Regions from separate parts of the Capsicum annuum genome. Here region 1 is linked to region 2. Evidence: chromatin contacts called from public Hi-C data. All regions are on one chromosome and are shown on one strand. Each heading gives the region's core, a stretch centred on a gene start, on an enhancer-like site or on the middle of the called end of the contact. The rest is flanking DNA. Distances are from core to core; before and after follow the strand shown. Region 1 holds the start of LOC107877707 (NEDD8 ultimate buster 1). Region 2 has its middle 14 kb from the start of LOC124900027.

Evidence for each region. A called contact is a pair of places that touch in the nucleus more often than the background predicts.
Region 1: a Hi-C map of leaf shows a contact between it and region 2, with 3 times the contacts expected there. The contact joins the promoter of LOC107877707 here to the enhancer-like site in region 2. A contact is called at or near these places in 2 of 5 Hi-C or Micro-C datasets (both in leaf).

Annotation. Positions count from the first base shown.
Region 1 is chr7:11,695,097-11,699,823 of UCD10Xv1.1, reverse strand. LOC107877707 (NEDD8 ultimate buster 1) reads right to left here and starts at 2,820. Exons shown (of 11, transcript XM_016724398.2): 1 at 2,330-2,820; 2 at 458-580; 3 at 268-364; 4 at 144-179. The coding sequence starts at 2,646.
Region 2 is chr7:11,465,940-11,470,443 of UCD10Xv1.1, reverse strand. No RefSeq gene overlaps it. Among protein-coding and RNA genes, the nearest start is that of LOC124900027, 14 kb to the right of the region's middle. Within about 2 kb of position 2,528, at least 5 of the 5 cell types and tissues checked have an H3K27ac peak or open chromatin away from gene starts, as enhancers often do. A contact at or near this core is called in leaf, where this site is marked.

The DNA of each region.
Region 1 (4,727 bases), core at 1,571-4,070, 230 kb before region 2:
CATTTTTCACATCGATTCCCCGAGGAATTCACATTTAGAAATTGCAAATCGCTCTCCATTAATCATTAAATATTAGACATTCACAGGTCTCATCTTTAAACTAACATATACTCAATTTTTGGGAAGAAAGAAATCTAACTCACCTCAATGAGTTTCTGGTCGCAAAGAGAGAAGGATTCCTGCAAAAAAGAACACACTTTTGTATGAGCATTCAACCAGATATTTATATAAACACAGGAAATAACAAGAAAAAGATTAGTCACTAACCTCTCCCATGGTGAGCACTTCCAGTGCTTCCTTATATTTTTTCTGTCTCATCAAGGCTTTTGCATTTGCGTGAAGCATGAGGCCCATCATTATTGCCCTAAAATGTATAACGGAAAGCAATCAACATATCGTGTTTCATAGTCAATATGAACCAATTTACTTAGTAGATTAGGAAAATAATTTTGCACACCGCTGATCAGTCTCAGATCCCAGTTGCACCTTTTGTCCACTCTGATTTTCAAGCTCAAGATTGAAATCTTCAACGGGTAATGAGCCGTCCGCGTGCCTCTTTGACAGAGAAACAGCAGCAGCCCTGTAATTCCAATCATATCAGTAGTTAGCTAGAAAAGAACAATACAGGAAAACATGTCTATCCAGGCAAAGAAGTCACAGTTGGCTGGCTCAAGATAGAGACTACAGAGCTTTGTACACTTCATTACTATGTCACGCTATATAAGAACAGAATTCACAATCCATAGAAAATAGAATCCCAATTCAAACTCAGTGGATAAATAAAACAAAGATGAAGAACAACAGAAACTCCCCTCGGCCCCTCACCCCCCACAAACACACACACAACCATGATCACAATCAAAATCAATTTGATGTATCAACATAAAAGCTAAAGACGACACTGTTTTCACTCTGATCACCCAAACTCATCAATTGATTCAAGAAAAGAACACAAGACGAACATAAAGAATGACAAAAGATTAAAAACTCTCCTTCTCCCTTCCCCCACCCCCAGCCCCACAAACACACACAAAATGATCACAATCATTAAAAAAAGCTAAATAAACCACCAATTTCCACTCTGATCACTGCCATAAGAAACAAAGCTCACATACTTCAACAGATCAAGAAAAAAACACGAGAAGAACAAGAAGAACGACAAAGAAACACTAATTTTAGCCTTGAAAGTCTAGTGCGACGTTCTTCCTCAAATAAAGAAGAAGCTTAACAACAAGAAAAACTCCACCCCCACCCCCCACCCCCCACCCCCAACCCACCACCACACACACAAACAAAAATGATCACAATCAAATCAATTTTATGTACCAAGATTAAAGGTAAACAAGCCACTACTTTTCACTCTCATCACCCTTTAGAAACAAAACTCACATAGCATAATAACATCAAGAAAACAACACCAGAAGAACGTAAAGAAAGAAAAAATACTGACTTTGGCATTGAAATGTCTTGATCAAGAGAAACCCTTGATGCCAAATTCAATTGCATGTACCAAGATGAAAGCAAAACAAGACACTATTTTCAATCTGATCACCCTTTACAAACAAAACTCACATGGTCAGACACTACTTTCACTCTGATCACACTAACAACCCACAACGAATACAATTCAAACTCAGTGGAGAAGTAACATCCCCCCACCCCTCACAACCACAACCACACACACAACAACGATCACAATCAAAATCAATTTTATGCACCAAGACCCATCAAGTAATTCAAGCAAACAACACAACAACAACATAAAGAATGACAAAAAATTGAAAAGATACTAACTTTAGCCTTGAAACTTCTTCCTCAAATAATGAAGGAGAGAAACAACAACCAAAACTCTACCCCCACCCCCACGAACACACACACAACAACTACTATCACTCTGATCACCCAAACCCATCAAGTGTTTCAAGGAAACAACACAACAACAACATAAAGATTGACAAAAGATTAAAAAGGAAAGAACTTTAGCCTTGAAACTTCTTCCTCAAATAAAGAAGATGATGAACAACAACAAAAACTCCCCTCCACAACCACCCCACCCCCACACAACAATGATCACAATCAAAAATCAATTTTATGCACCAAGATAACAGATAAACAAGCCACTAATTCCACTCTGATCACCCTTTAGAAACAAAAACTCACAAAGTCCAACAAAAATCAAGAAAACAAAACAACAATGAACAACAACAAAAACTAGCCCCCCCACCCCCCAAAACACACACACAACAATGATCACTCATCACACCAAACCCATCAAGTAATTCATGAAAACAACACAACAACAACATAAATAATAACAAAAGATACTAACTTTAGCCTTGAAAGCCTAGTAGAACGTTCTTCTTCAGCCAAAGATTCTTCTTTAACAGACTTTCCTTGATCAACAGAAACCCTTGAAGCCAAAATCTTTCCATTATTTCTAACACCCAATTGACTCAACTTTTCAATCCCATCACCATCTTTCAACAATTTACCAGCACATATAAGGTTAATTGTTTCAGCTCCACCATCACCATGACCACATCTTCTTGCAATTTCTTGTCTTAACATTGGTACTGTCCATTCTTCTAATTCTACTTCTAATACACCACTCCATGCCCCTCCTATCTTCAATTTTGACAACCCCATATTCCCCTTTTTTTGTACTAAAAAAAGTTGTGTGTTCTTTAAGTCTTTACCTTAACTAGGTGAAGAATCTTGTTTATATAGTGTGTGTGTGTTAAAAGTCCAAGTTTTCGATATTGACAAGGTTTTGGTTTTTTTTCTCTTGGTTTTGGGGTGGGGGTGAGGAGTGGGGGGTTGGGATTATGATTTATGTGCTTCTTTGATAGTTGTGGTTGGTTGGTTGTAACATAGAGGAATAATTAGGTCCGATTGGCATGAAAATTATAATTTTTTAAAGTTAAAAGTTGTTTTTAAATTATTTTTTGTATTTTCATTATTTTTAAATATAATTTCTAATTGAATTTGAAAATTTCATGATCAAATACTATTATTTTTACCTTTATTTTAATTAAAAATGAAATAATTTTTTTTAAAAAAAAAAAGAAAAAATACGCATAGCCAAACAGCTACTTAACTTAGTAGTTCTCTATTGATAATTAAATTAAAAATAATCGGTAAATATCTAATTTAAGTTAGCTTTATGCATGACATTACTATTATAATAAGCGTGAGTGACAGACAAGTTGAGGTTGTCATGCCTATTTTCAACTGCTTGCTTTTAGGCAAGAATATTTTTATAATTTTATATTTTTATTTTTATTTAACCATTTTATTTTTTTAATCTATTATATATTTGAAAATTACATAAAAACTATTATGTATTATAATAATTAATAATTTAAATTATTTGAAGACACATTAAAAAATTTATTGACTCAAAATTCTATCAGTGCAACATCAATTAAAATATATTATTTGAAAATTTTATGAAAAGTAATATAAATCACAATAATCATCGAAATAAAATATTTTTAAAATGTTTTAAAAAATTTGTTTGAGTTTTCAAACTCTATTGATGTCACTTAAATTAGAATAGAGCGAGAATATGTATTACTTGAAAATTACATAGAAAGTCGTACAAATCATAATAATTAACATCCATAACTATATAACAACTTTAGTTAGCTTTCCCAAATATTCTATTAAGTGCCGCATAAATTGGAACAAAATAATAACACATAGTATCTGAGAATTATGTAAAAGTACTATAAATTAATAATTAATTATTTAAAAATCATAAAAAAAAAAAATTGATTGACTTTTCAAATTTCATTTGGATCTAAATTGGACTCGTGCTGACACGAACTTCAGTATCTAGTGTATAATAAAACTTAGGTAGTTGTCTATTTGATAATAAAATTAAAAATAATTGATAAATATATAATATATGATACTAATTTATATTGGCTTTTGTGTATGATCATGTATAATAAATGAAATAAACTTTTATCTTAAGTTTTAGATATAAATCAGTTTTTTTTTTTTTTTTGGGGAATATGTACTTGTTTGATAGTTACACTTGAAGCCCTACAAGTTTTTTTAAGGATCAATCACAGGTCATTTCGTGAAAAACAAATTATTTTGTGATTATTATATGGACGTTTACCAAAAAGAAAAAATAAATTAAGTCATTATTTTAAATTCGATAGAAGACTTCTTTACTTTCTTTAAAAGTTACTAACAATTAGCACAAAGAATTAAATATAAAGATGAAAAGAAATAAAGAGGTAGATTAAATAGTAAAAGGACTGTTAACTAAATATACTTTTATCAGTAGATATTTAGTTTATTGGATTAGAAAAAACAATACAAGTTCTTGACAAATATATATTAAATTTCACTTTAAACTAGTTCAAATAAATACAAATTTTGATTTAAAACTTAGATTTTTAAAGAAGTTTGAGATTTGAGAGAAGGATCCTGGAGAAGGGCATATTATTTACTTTAGTTTTTGAATCTAGTGTTACTTGTACGTAAAAAGAAAATAGTACCAATTGAGTATGATTAATTTTGAAATTGCTACTCTCAAAATTAAAAAAATTAATTAAATCCAAAATAAAATAATTAATCAAAATTAATATCTTACTCCACAAATTATATTATTGTAAAAGTTAAAAATGCATGTGTTTGAAATTGGAAAAGGGATGGGAGAGGAGTAGTTTATTTCATTTCCCTCTCAATAAAGGAAAACAAATTAAACTTTA
Region 2 (4,504 bases), core at 1,279-3,778:
CTCATCTGACAGTGTCCCTAAAAGAAAATGGTGGGACCCTCATCTGAAAGTGTTTATCCACCTTATCAACCCTCATCTGACAGTGTTGATGTCTCAACCTATGCTGGCTACATAATTCTGGAATGCAAGGATTGTTTCTAAGAATCGCACCCTTACCTGACAGTGTGTGTTCCTATCCTTAGGTTCACTCGGTGCTAAATCCCACTCTCATCTTAATAGACACTGAACATGAATTACTGAACTAAACTAAACTGAATTAACTGAGTTTCGTTGACTGACGGAATACTACTGAGATTACTGAATTTCTGAGATTACTGAGATTACTGAGTTTTCCTAAGTCACATGACTGACTGAATTTCTATGAACATGGCTCAAGAGTATCTTGAAAATATGACACTGGCTCTAGGAACAAAGCTAATTGTCGGGTACAAGTACCCCTCAGATTCGATAGCATAAAACTGACAAAGCATGACTTTCTTGAATACATGACCAACATCACAATCCATAATACAATAAGTTAGAGATTTCATGAAGTAGAAGTTCTAAAGCACCACAAGGGCTTCACATGTATCCATGATTCACTGACTAAGACATTTCATTAAATATTTGACATGCATAAACTTGTACATGATTGGGGATTTCATATTATCATACTAGTATGGCACTTTTTCTTTACATAGGCATTTAATTAAACATATGAGGAGCATACTTTAGTTATACCATCATCAATGCATCTAATTGCCACGGTTGCATGAATAATTTTGCAAGTTTGAAGGGTTTATCATGATTATTATACAAATCATCACATACTCGGGTCAATCATTGGAATATGTAATTTAAAAGATGAATCAAAAATCCACAACATCATGAACATGATTTTCAATTCAATTTAAATCATGAACATTCATACATACACAAATCTTGGATTTTGAAAGGAGATTCTTGACCTTCATGTGTGAAAGAGACCCATGAATCGACACATGACATACCTGGTTTGTGAGTTTCTTGAAGTTCTTGGACTTGAAGAACTTGAATATCTTAGTTTCTTGAAGAAGATTTGGACCTTGTTTCTTGGGGATTATCTTTGAGAGAAAATCCTAATTTGATGTTGTAGATGAATAATAAACTTATGAGCCTTGATCTGATATAATTAAGGGTTAAAACGGGTGGAAAAGGATCCAAATACCCTTTTAAAAATGACTTTAAATAACTGAACGAACTATGCGACGGTCCATCGCTGGGTCGACGGTCCATCGGTCCTGACCGTCGCACCTGGGCAGAATAGGGGTTCACTGTCTCTGTTGTGACGGTTTGGGCGTCGGTCCATCGGTCCTCATCGTCGCACCTAGGCAGTTTTGACTGCTTTCTGTAAAACGATCATAACTTTCTACCCCGATATCGGATTTGGACGAAATTGGTATCGTTGAAAAGCTAATTCAATTTTTCACATGACAAAAAGTGAAAATCTTAAAAATTCTACGTATATAAAAGTGGATTCATCTTTCAAAGTATGTTTCTAACATACTTGAGACAATTTCAAGCTAAGTAGAAGTATGGGGTATTACATATATGCAGCTTGTTAATGAGTATCGTTGTACTTTTGCAGCCCAAACTGCATCACCAGGACAAGAAACTTTACTTTGAATATAGGATAAATACATGCAGCTCGTTAATGAGTATCGTAGTACTTTTGCAGCCCGAACTGCATCACCAGGACAAGGAAGAATCAGATCCTCTGTGTGTGGCTGAGGATGCGGATGACGAAAATGATGATGAGTGGTAGGTTTTAGACTTCTGTATGCGTTGTAGTTCGTATGTGGAGATAATTTGTAGTTTTTACACTTTTGTATGTTTTTAGACTTCTATTGTATGCGGGTTGTATATGGTTTGTATGGTGGTTGTTTGTATGTTGGTTGTATTGTATGCTAGTTGTATTGTATGCTGGTTGTAAGCTGTTATTTTTTTTATAAAAATTATCAAAAAAATTGACCACATGTGGTCAGTTTTTTGAAAAATTTTACAATAATCGATCACTTATGGTCGATTTTATATAATTAATTAATTAATTAATTCTTAAAAAATGACTAATTGTGGTTGATTTTTTTAAAATTAATTAATTATATTAAATAAAACAACGGACCACATGTGACCAATTTTATAAAAATTTATTAATTATTTTAAATAAAAATACCGACCACATTTGTCCGATTTTATTAAAATTAATTAATTAATTTAAATAAAAAAAACCGATCACTTATGGTCGATTTTATTAAAATTAATTAATTAATTTAAAAATAAAATCAACCACTTGTGGTCGGTGTTATTAAAATTAATTAATTAATTTAAAAATAAAATCGACCACTTGTGGTCGATTTATTTTGAATTTATTTTTAAATTATTTTTTTCTTTTTAAAACCGATCATTTGTGATCTTAAATGCAGAAAAATCAACCATATACAGTCCGTTTGTGTGGTAATTTTTTCTTTTTTTTTTTCTAGTATTGCGTGGCCTATCTTTGGTGTCTTGACGGCCACCAAAAGCCGTCCAGTCTTTCTTCCTCTGTCATCTGATCTTACCTTACTCCCCTCGCTTCTTCCTAGGAGGTTCATAAATTTGACGCATCGAGAAAAGAAAGCAATTCTTTCCACCTTTGACAATGATTTTTACCGAAGGTATAGTTCCAAATTCTGGAATTATGGAACTATTCCCGTAAGAATTAGCTAGAGTGAACTTTATTTGGAGGTTTATTATTCAGCACCTACTTGACAGACATCAAAGGATATCTGAACCAAGCAATGGGTCTCAAGTATTTTAGAGATATCTGGATCTCATGATGGACATGGAGGTCATCCATTTCCGGCATGAAGTGCTAGAGAGCCAAAATCCTGGGTAGCTTTTGCGAATTTTTAAAGTACTTATTCATAGTGGGTTCATTCCTCCTTTTAACATTTGCGTGCTGATAAATTAAAAACCCAAACCCAAATTATGTACAACCCCAATTAAAGTTTTAGAATAGTAGATAGGGAAGCAAATTGCATGCTGTTAAGTTTCAGCAAAGTACTTTGGTGCTTTTTGTGGGGGTTCAACCCATGTTCATGGCAGAAAAACCAAGTCAAATTTCTGCATGTCCATGACTCTTATTTTGTCAAAATTGACTATAGAAAAGTATCAGTTTCAATAGTTTTTTTTTTGTCACTGACATCAACGTAGGCCGTGTTTGCTTATAAATACAGGCAACCTCAGCACACTTCAATACATCAAAAATAATGAGAAAAATAATATATAGAGAGCGGTGGGGTATTTCATATATTGTGATAAAATAATCTGTGAAGAAAAAATTAATGTAAGCAATATTTTAATAAGGTAGAGTTAAAAAAATGTTATTTATTTTGAGTATTGTACTTGTTACTACGGTATAAAAATTCTTACTGTAGTAATATCAGTTGCTACTCTTGATTCATAATTTTTCTCCTATTTATAAAGGTTTCCACTAAAATTTTTGATATCATTATTTTTATTTATTTCCTTATTATTTTGTCACAAATATTTTTGTTGTTATTCACGTTTACCTAACACTTTCTGTGTAGCCATTATATTTTGAATTAATCCGATCACTAGTTCTTAGATGGAAAACTTAATTAGATTTGAAAGGGAAATAAAGAATTTCATGGAGACCTTGAAATTTTCTTACAGTAAGTCTATGTAGTGTTTTTTCTTAATTCCAACATTCAAATTGTTGGATCCTTTAATAACTCACACTCAATTGACGTCACAAAAAAGCACATACAGCAACTCTCTATGGCTAGGAAACTTCTGTGGATAGCATAAGAACAGTACTTCCTCCGTTAACAACAATGATTGGTATAATGAATTTATAATATTATTTTTATTAATTGATGTTTAATGTTTTCTTAAAAGAATAACATATTTTGACTTGATATAAAATTTAAGAAAAAAAAAAAAATTAAATCTTGTGATTTTAAATTAAAGTAGTATCAAATGTACCAAAATATCTTTTAATTTTGTGGTCCTAAACATTACATCTAAAAAGTTAAAATTAAAGTATTATCAAAAAAAGAAAGATATCATTCTTTTTTAAACAAACTAAAAAAAAAGTAGATCATTCTTTTTTAAACAGAGTGAGTATAGATATTGAAAAATAATTTGAAGAATAAATAAGTAATTAATGTTAAAGGTAAAACATGATTTTTTTTTCTTAATTTGTCAAAAAGAATAAATAAAAATAAAATTAGAAAAATAGTGATATATAAATCCGAACAAACCTAGGAAAATGTTTTAAGGTGAGGTTCAATTAATATTTGTGAATTTTTAAAATGGAATTATATATAACACCCAATAGTCTTTAAAATAAGAGATAAAGTCGAAAATAATCACTAAGACGAAACTAATTCCATCAAAATGGTCAATAATTTAGCAATTTCAAAAGATAGCCTTTTTGGCCTTTGATCAACTGCTACTGTCTTTCTCTTCTTCTTCTTCTTTT